Linked DNA regions of Astyanax mexicanus: region 1 is linked to region 2. Evidence: chromatin contacts called from public Hi-C data. All regions are on one chromosome and are shown on one strand. Each heading gives the region's core, a stretch centred on a gene start, on an enhancer-like site or on the middle of the called end of the contact. The rest is flanking DNA. Distances are from core to core; before and after follow the strand shown.

Region 1 (4,250 bases), core at 1,667-4,166, 390 kb after region 2:
TGTTATATCGCCAACAGTATCGTTATAGCGAAAATACCATGAAATATCGTGGTATTATTTTAGGGCCATATCGCCCACCCCTATAATAAATACGCCGGTTTAAAATAAGTATCGGTTTAAAATATTACCCATAATCGGCCGACGCCAATAATTCTTAAAAATGCAATAATTGGCTGACACTGATATAATCCTAATATCATCATGCATTTCTACAGATTAAGTCTGATAACTCAAATCTTTGATTGATAGAATGTATTATTAATAATCATGAGTAAATCTGGTGAAGAATTCATACATTTTCAATTCATAACTTGAGAGAGAAAAGAGAGAATAAAACACCCTGATATAACTTAATAACTAATACTACGGTGGCCGAGAAAGCCCAGCGCAGTGCAAATTGAAAAGCGCTGCAAAAGCACAAAACACATTCATCAAAATTACAACACAGGCGCAGCAAATAGAAAAACGCGCTGCAAATAGAAAAACGCGCTGCAAAAAGAAAAACGCGCTGCAAAAAGAAAAACGCGCTGCAAAAAGAAAAACGCGCTGCAAATAGAAAAACGCGCTGCAAATAGAACCACAACACAACAGAAGTGAGTCACAACACAACGGAATTTTCCCGGGGGATCTTAAAAGATGCTGTACCAGCTGTATACAAAGGACAATAAGTGGCAAACAAGCTTCTGAAAAGTAAGTTATGTTTATTACCTGTGATTGCCACGGTTGTGTGCATATTATTAAAAGTTCTGCTTCACAAAACGCCTTGTTTGCCACTTATTGTCCTTTGTACACATAGTGAAGTCCGAGACGTTACTGAAGACGCAGCTTAGCTGGTACAGTATCTTTTAAGGTCCCCCGGGAAAATTCCGTTGTGTTGTGACTCACTTCCGTTGTGTTGTGGTTCTATTTGCAGCGCGTTTTTCTATTTGCTGCGCCTGTGTTGTAATTTTGATGGATGTGTTTTGTGCTTTTGCAGCGCTTTTCAATTTGCACTGCGTTGGGCTTTCTCGGCCACCGTATAATACAATTAAAGAAGGAAAAAAATTAAAAAGAGTTTAAATGAACTAATTTTAAAATGTATCATGGTCAGTGTTGGCCAGCTGTAGAAGTGCAGCCAGCAACACTTCTGATGCACTTCTGACGAAATCTGGTGAAAAATTTATGTTCATTTTGTGATATATATACAGCAGAAAAAAGACAATACTGCAATGTGAGTTTGTTTAGCAGTATCTTGCAGCTCTAACCCTCATATTAAGCACTGTATTTTAAACTATATAACTAGTTTAGGAGAGAAAATGGTGAACGCTGGCTGGTGTTAAAGTCTCTCTGTAACAGCTGGCAGCGCTTTAAAATGGATGACCGGGAAAAAAAAACGGCTTAATCTGTGATCTCCTCAGCTCCCCCTCAGCTGCACCATCTACTGCAGTAATACTGATAATAATACTAAAATACTGATAATACAGCAGTAATACTGATAATAATACCGCTAACAATACTAAATATTAATATTAGTAATAATACTGAGAACACTGCAGTAATACTTTTTTTAATACTACTACTAAAAATAATAAAAATAATAATAAGACTGCAGTAATACTGATATCATCACTAATAATAATGCTGCAAACCCCTCTGCTACTAAACCTGCCTATCTATCTGCTGAACTGGGGTTCAGTGGGATTAAACACCCCAGTACCGATAAATCAGCAGTACTGAAGAGTACTAAACACTGCAGTACTGATATATCAGCAGTACTGATAAATTAGCAGTTCTGGTAAATCATCAGTACTGATGATAAATCAGCAATATGGAAAACAAATCTGCAGTATTGATAAGAAATCAGCAGTACTGACAAATCAGCAGTGTGGGTAAATCAGCAGTAGTGATAGATTAGAAGTATTGGTAATAAATCAGCAGTATTAATAAATCAGCAGCAGTGATAAATCAGCTGTACTGATTAAAATCATCAGTATTGGTAAATCAGTAGTATCTGTAAATCAGCAGTAGTGATAGATCAGCAGTATTGGTAAATCAGTAGTAGTGACCGATCATCAATATTGATAAGTCAGCAGTAGTGATAGGTCAGCAATATTGGTAAATCAGCAGTACTGATAAATCCGCTGAACTGATTAAAATCAGCAGAATTGATCAATCAGCAGTATTGATAGATCAGCAGCACTAATAAATCAGCAATATTGACAAACCAGCAGTATTGATAAATCAACAGTATTGATAATTCAGTAGTACTGATAAATCAGCTGCACTGATTAATTAGCAGTAAGTTATTGATAAAGCAGCAGTACTGATAAATCAGCAGCACTAATAAATCAACAGTATTGACAAAACAGTAGTACTGATAAATCAGCAGTATTGATAAATCAACTGTACTAATTAAAATCAGCAGTATTGATAAATCAACTGTACTAATTAAAATCAGCAGTATTGATAAATCAACTGTACTAATTAAAATCAGCAGTATTGATAAATCAACTGTACTAATTAAAATCAGCAGTACTGATAAATCAGCAGCATTAATAAATCTGCAGTACTGATAAATCAGCTGTACTGATTAATATCAGCAGCACTGATAAATCAGCAGCATTGATAAATCTGCAGGGCTGATAAATCAGTAGTATTGATCTGGGCGGTGAATCCGCCGGTTGGGCCTCTGCAGCCCCGCCGCTCACCTTCTCCGCCACCAGCGCCTCTTTCCCCAGAGCTTTCTGCGCCAGAGCGGAGTTAAAGGCGATCTTCACCATGCTGTCAGATTAATCTCTGATCCCTGAAGCAGAACCGGGGGTTATTTTCTCCTCTGCGGCCGATTTTCTGCAGAAAACACTAAAACTCTCCGCTCCGCAGCTTCAGTGACGCACTTCTGTTTGCAATTCCACGGGATCGGCTTCCGTTTCGTGTTTCCCATATAAGGAGCGGTAAGGCCGGACTGAGGGGCGCGTCTCAACCAAGAGTCAAACACCACTGCTCACTTCCCCTGTTCACTTCCCCTAGCTCCCTACTCAGCAATACGATATTAAAAACAGAGGGATATCTTGGATTAACATTTAAACTAGTCATTTTAGAACATGTGGACCTGAAATTATTATTTCTCAGAACTAAAAATGATTGTAGATATCTGAAATTACAATTTCTACTAAAAATTCTACTAATATAAGACGATGTTTCTGTATTTTGATGCATATATCCTTTTTTATTTATGTATTCATATTGAACTCCCCAACAACAGCTTGCTTCATGTATTTTTTAATACATATTTAAAATATAATTGTTAATTAAAATAATTGTTCATTATTCCTAGTAATAAAAATTTTACCATAATCACTGCGCATTTTGTTATTGTTGCTGTAAAAAAATATTATTTCATTTACTGTTAAATGCTAGTTGTGTCTAGGCACAACAACAAAATACTAAATTTGTGTTTATAGAGATTTACTGTTTTCTAAGGGAAACTATATACATTCAAATTGAACTCACCCATTTCTACAAGTCACTCAGAAAGTATTTCAAATTAAGAGCCCTTTGATAAAAGTCTGCACTTAATTGTAGAATCTAAAGAAAAACATTGCAAATCAATTTCTTAAAATAACAGGCCTTCGACCTAATGTTTTATATTTTTTTTCCCTTACTTCCTCTACTTTTACACTTTTACTTAAAGAGTAAAAAGCTTGAGTTGATATTTCACCTTCTACAGAAGTATTTTAAACACTAATATAGTATCTATATTTCTATCTACAGAGTAATAAATGTGATAAATACTTCTGAAATATTGTTATGATGTAAAATTCACAGCTTGGTCTGCTGTCAGTGTCAGTGGGGCTGTAGGTGTCCTGTTGTTTTTAGCCACCACAGCTATGCAGTGCTAATCTTGGAAAGATGGTAAATGATTAGGAATGTGTGTGAAAAGGTGAAAAGCACCTATAAATCTATATATAAGCAATAATTTGGGGTTTGGTTTAGACTTGTGAATGTGATTTATTTGTCTTTCAGACTCGAACACCATAGGTGTCTTGGAAAGTATGAAGAGGCCCTTTTACACAGCCACAATCAAAGCACACATGATGCTATTTTTGATACAGCAAATGTCAGAGAAAAGCATTATGTAACCAATGGGAGAAACCTGTTGGAGAAAACACAACAATTTGACAGAAAGATACAGTATTTGTATCATTTAAAGGACTGGATTTCTCTCTCTCTCTTTCTCTCTCTCTCTCTCTCTCTCTCTCTCTCTCTCTCTC
Region 2 (4,838 bases), core at 1,290-3,789:
TAATGCACATTTTTAGTGACAATAAGGAACAGGGGTGTCGCCATGTTTTACTCGAAATTCCAAAAAAAAAACAACAAAAAAAAAAACAAACATTTACTTTAGTTACATAATTATTTAAATGTCACATAATAGCAATGTTGCAACTATTTATTCAAAGTTACATGGTGGAAAAACTGAATAACCAGTAAACTTACCATGTTTACTCAATTCCTTCTAGTTTCTACAGATTGTTGTCCAGCAGGTTATAAAGTAATGTTAGCAGTTAGCTCCACAAATGTTTACATTGTGTAAATTGTGCTAAGAGAGCTGTGCATGTTTGATTAACGTGCCAGGCTACACATTGTTGTTTTATGCATGTACGTCAGATAAGCAGCATGATCTTTTCAGACTAATAGCAGCTAGAGGTCACAGTAAGAAAGAGGTGTGAACACGCAAATAAAATAATCAGGTCTGGGCAAAAAAATGCTATTTTGCAAAATAGGAAGGAAGCTCAGCTCAGATTAACTGGTAACTGTTGTGGTGCTCTAATAAATAAAAATCGCTTCAGACACAATTCTGGACAGTTTACGCTAGGAACAGTGAGTGAGAAGGTAATAAAAAGTACCAGGTACCACATTAGCCAATTTTTAAAAGGAAAAACAGTAGTCTTGAGTAGTGAAGGCACCATACAGTGGAGTCAGAACTAGGCATGTCATGAAAGGATTTTTTGTGGACATTGTCTCAAAAATAATTGAGTTAATACCATTTTACAGACAGCTAAAATTTAATTTATCATAGTTTGGGAAATATATACTTTTTTCTTTATCTACTGCAGTCTATAATGTGTATACTGTGTTATTGAAGCATTGGCCATTTAAATAAACACAACAGCAGTAATAGCGATAGAAAACACATGTTCGAAAAGTGTATTGTCTCAAAAATATTCAGCACTAAAATTATTAAAGGAAATGTTTATGAATCTGCTGCTGTACGTTTGACAACAGTTCTGAGTAAGCAGCATTGTTTTACCATCAGTATTTACACATACAACTCAGAGTTAACCTGTAAGTTCAGCTGAGAGTTTTGCATTGCAAATAAAGTGTCTACATCAACCATGCAGACACTCCGGCCCTGAGTTCTAGAGTTAACCAGCAGTGTAAAAAGAAGGTCTGATACTCTACAGTAAATTATTTCTACACAAACCACTCAGAGAAACAGGAATTATCAATTTCAGTTCCCCTGGAGTTTTTTTTTGTTTAACAAAAAGGTTTACTCAGTACTGAAGTAGTTGTGTGCAGAAGTCTTGTGTATGTCTTGGGATCAGATTTTGAAATTTTGAGCTTTTTATCTTAGCTTGCATATTTTTTTTATTTACCTCTCTTTTCTATGCATTAAAGACAGAGAACAAGGCGTAAAACTGAGCAGAAGCATTACCACAGCAGGTTAATAATGTATTGCGTTCAGAGACACGTTGCTATGCTGCCCGCTCCCCTCAATAACAAAACAATAGAACTACTATATAACTAAAATATTGCATAGCTGCTATACTTTTACTGCTATTTTGTGTTTTTTTATGTATAAGAGACGAGTGTGTTTTCTGTAAAGGACAAAGCCACAGAATCTGTTGAACAATTATTTTTTTATTGTGCATTTCTTGCTCTTTTTGGATTTATCTTTTTTTAGACTTGAAGAAGAGGTTGGATAAGGAAATTCAAATACAGTCCAATATATATATCATATATTTTTGACGACCTATTATTTGACCACAAGGAGCGATTTATGGTAAAATTAATTATAATTGTAGGTACATGTTATACACATAAAACGGAATTCACAAAAAAAATACCCTATGAAATTATATTCACAAAAAAAATAAACGTCACAAATCCATGAATATATTAAAGCTTTTAAATTTTATTGCCTCCCACTTTTCTTTTTGCTCTGTTTGTTAGTTTGTAACTAATATTGTGTCTAAATATTTCATGCTGTTGGATTGTATTTTATACAAACGTGAATAAAAAATAAACGCTGCCCGCTCCCTGAACGCTGCGGGGGGCCGGGCGCGTGCTGCATTCTGGGAGTTGTAGTCTCCGCCGCCCCACGTGGAGTGACCGGCCGCACTCTCTGAACTACAAGTTCCGATGGTGCTCGAAAGTGTGGAAACGGCACTTGTAGCCAACGCAGCAAAGTAACAGGCGCGGTCCGGAGAACCGGCCGCGAGACTCACCACGTTTCCTGATTGCTGAACTTCTTGGTGACCACCTTCCCGAGCTCGAGCCCGAGGCGGTCCGCGATCTTCTGGGACAGGTCCTGATGGGAGCTCCCGCTGAAGATCTTAATGTTGGGCATCTTTTCCCGCGTTCCGGAGCCTCGCGCCGCGCGTGACGAAGGACGATGTGCGCAAAAACGGCGTGTGCTCTAAAAGCAGCCTCCGTTGGAGCGCGAGGAGCTCGGCGGTGTTTATGAAGCTCTGCAGCCCGATGCTGAATCCCCCGGTCAGGTGAACGTCCTCCCTACCTCTCCGCCATAGTTGGTCTCACGAGTCTCCCGATGGCGCGCGAGATCACACGCCAGCCCGTCGTACTGACGTCAACCTCGTCACTCGCAGGGCGAATGTCAACATGCGCCGCGTGGCCTACACGAGGCCTATCTAGGGCACTTGTAGGAGAGTGCTTCATGCATACTTCATAAATACAGCTCTGACAAAAAAAAAAGAGACCACTTAAAATAATGAGTATCTTTATTTTTACCAAATTAAAAACCTTTGGAATATAATCAAGAGGAAGATGGATGATTTTTGCACCAGGAGTAAAGCAGCACAAAGTTATCCAAAAGCAGTGTGTAAGACTGGTGGAGGAGAACATGATGCCAAGATGCATGAAAACTGTAATTAAAAACCAGGGTTTTTTCCAACAAATATAACTTTGTATTACTTTTTATTATAAACTGTATCTTCTAGTTCTTTTCTACATTTTACTGGTGTTCTCTTCACCTGTCTGTATGTACAGCACTTTAAAATTCGTTTTATTGTATGAAAGGTGCTATATAAATAAAGTTTATTATTATTATGATTATTAAGCACATCCTCTAATGGCACTACTCGTGTGTCTGATAGTCTTTCTTTTCTAAAACGTGTTTTTGTTATTTAATTAATTGTGCAATAAATAATATTTTTGTAACATTACAACACATCATCAAGCACATAAAATAAAGCAAAAGCAATCATCATTATATGTAAAAGATAAAAACATTTTATGATATATTTTAATATAACACAAAAATAGGTATTTATTTAGATATATGATTCTGATTTTTTATTATGTAACTAACATGAACCATTGCTGTCTTGGGGTAAAATTAGAGAGGTCAGTAACCAGCTGATTGGTTAGAGGCATTCCTACTAGACCTTTTTGCTAGGTAGCCATGTGGCCTGGACTCAGTTAAAAGCCGGAGAGAGTTTGCCCTTTACAAATGCAAAATTGGCCTTAAAGGTGCCTTATATATCCTGTTAGAAAATAACATTATTTAGTTGCATTATATCATGTAATGTTGATGATAGTGGAAAACAATATTTATTTAACCCTCTCTCATATACATAAGTTCATTTTGAAATTCTGACATTGAATTAACGTTGATTTTTTTTTCCAAGTGTTTGAACGTGTCTTGACTAGTAAAAATTATTGGCTTCTTTATGAATGGCCCCTTACTCAGAAAAATCTTAGATCCGTCTTCTGTTCTGTTCATTCTAAAATATAAAAGTATAAAATAAATCTCTCTTCAACTTTTGCATTTTATGTCCTTAATTTGTTCTCTCAATGTTTTGCTTTACTTACTGTTGGGTAACCATTTGTGCAATGCGGATTTCGGCCACTAGGTGTCAGTGTTGCCTGTTTTAAAGACATTATTATTACGACTGCTGGGATTATACTGTAAGATCAGAGAAAAAAATATTTAGTGAAATTTAAATAACAAATAAACACTCGTTATGCGAACCTTTGAGCTGTAGTTGTATTTTACCGCCATGTTCTGTGTCCGGTTCAGTGTCTCAGCCTAAAATTAGGCTTTTGTAAGCTTTAAGTGTTTAGTGCAGTCAGGACTCGCTGGAACTGGCGTGTTGTGGTGATGACGCGCGCGCGAGGGGGCGTGGCTCTGAGGATCGCGCGCTGTGTCAGTTGGAGCTGCGCGAGCTGAGCGGGGCAGAGCTCTCAGCGCGAGGGCTGGACCTACGCCTCAGTCTCCTCAGTTATGGACGGACTGGAACCGGAGGACTCGCGTTTCTTCTCCTCTATTCTCCTCAAAACACACCTCACCTCCGTCTTTAGCTTCAGCGCGAGGGATTAGAAGTTCAGAGCGCGGCGATGGACATAGTTAAATGAGGAGGAGTGATTTCTAAGCGAGGAAACGGGAGTTGTGAAAGTCTTGGAGCAGAATGTAGACTGTTTTCTGTCAGATCGGTTTACCAGAGCTTTAGAATACAACCAACGATAGAGGACGATTCGCTCTTTCAACCTCTGTTCGCCCTTTTTATTCTTCTTCTTCCTTTTTCTGGGGGAATTTTCAAATCTTGAACCGGTTTAAGTCTTTGCTACATTTGCGAAAAGTGGAGCAGCTGTTTGTGTGTGACTGCTCTTGGGATTTAATGCTATCTAATTCGCTAACTAATTCTCAAAGCCAAGTCTTTATCCTCTGACTGGCTGGTGCAACACTTCTCCATAATATAGTTATGTTAGCTCAGGCTTTTTTTTTCTCAGCTCAGTGTGACATTTAGTGCCAGTTAGTCACCGACCAGAGTGTAAGGCTTTGGCTCTTCGGGTTTGTTTCAATCTCAGCAATCTATCACACCAGCCATGGCTTTACCT

The links. Hi-C and Micro-C count contacts between places; a contact is called where the count stands out from the background.
Region 1: a contact with region 2 is called in a Hi-C map of blood, with 6 times the contacts expected there. The contact joins the promoter of LOC103040018 here to the promoter of prps1b in region 2. A contact is called at or near these places in 2 of 3 Hi-C or Micro-C datasets (blood and muscle).

What each region holds. Positions count from the first base shown.
Region 1 is chr10:2,466,367-2,470,616 of AstMex3_surface, forward strand. It overlaps LOC103040018 (integral membrane protein 2A), which reads right to left and starts at 2,917. Exons shown (of 6, transcript XM_022683735.2): 1 at 2,688-2,917. The coding sequence starts at 2,759.
Region 2 is chr10:2,074,127-2,078,964 of AstMex3_surface, forward strand. prps1b (phosphoribosyl pyrophosphate synthetase 1B) reads right to left here and starts at 2,540. Exons shown (of 7, transcript XM_007228407.4): 1 at 2,207-2,540. The coding sequence starts at 2,328. All of the region lies in intron 1 of LOC125804807 (a long non-coding RNA gene), which reads left to right. kctd12b (potassium channel tetramerisation domain containing 12b) reads left to right here and starts at 4,135. Exons shown (of 2, transcript XM_015601823.3): 1 at 4,135-4,838. The coding sequence starts at 4,827.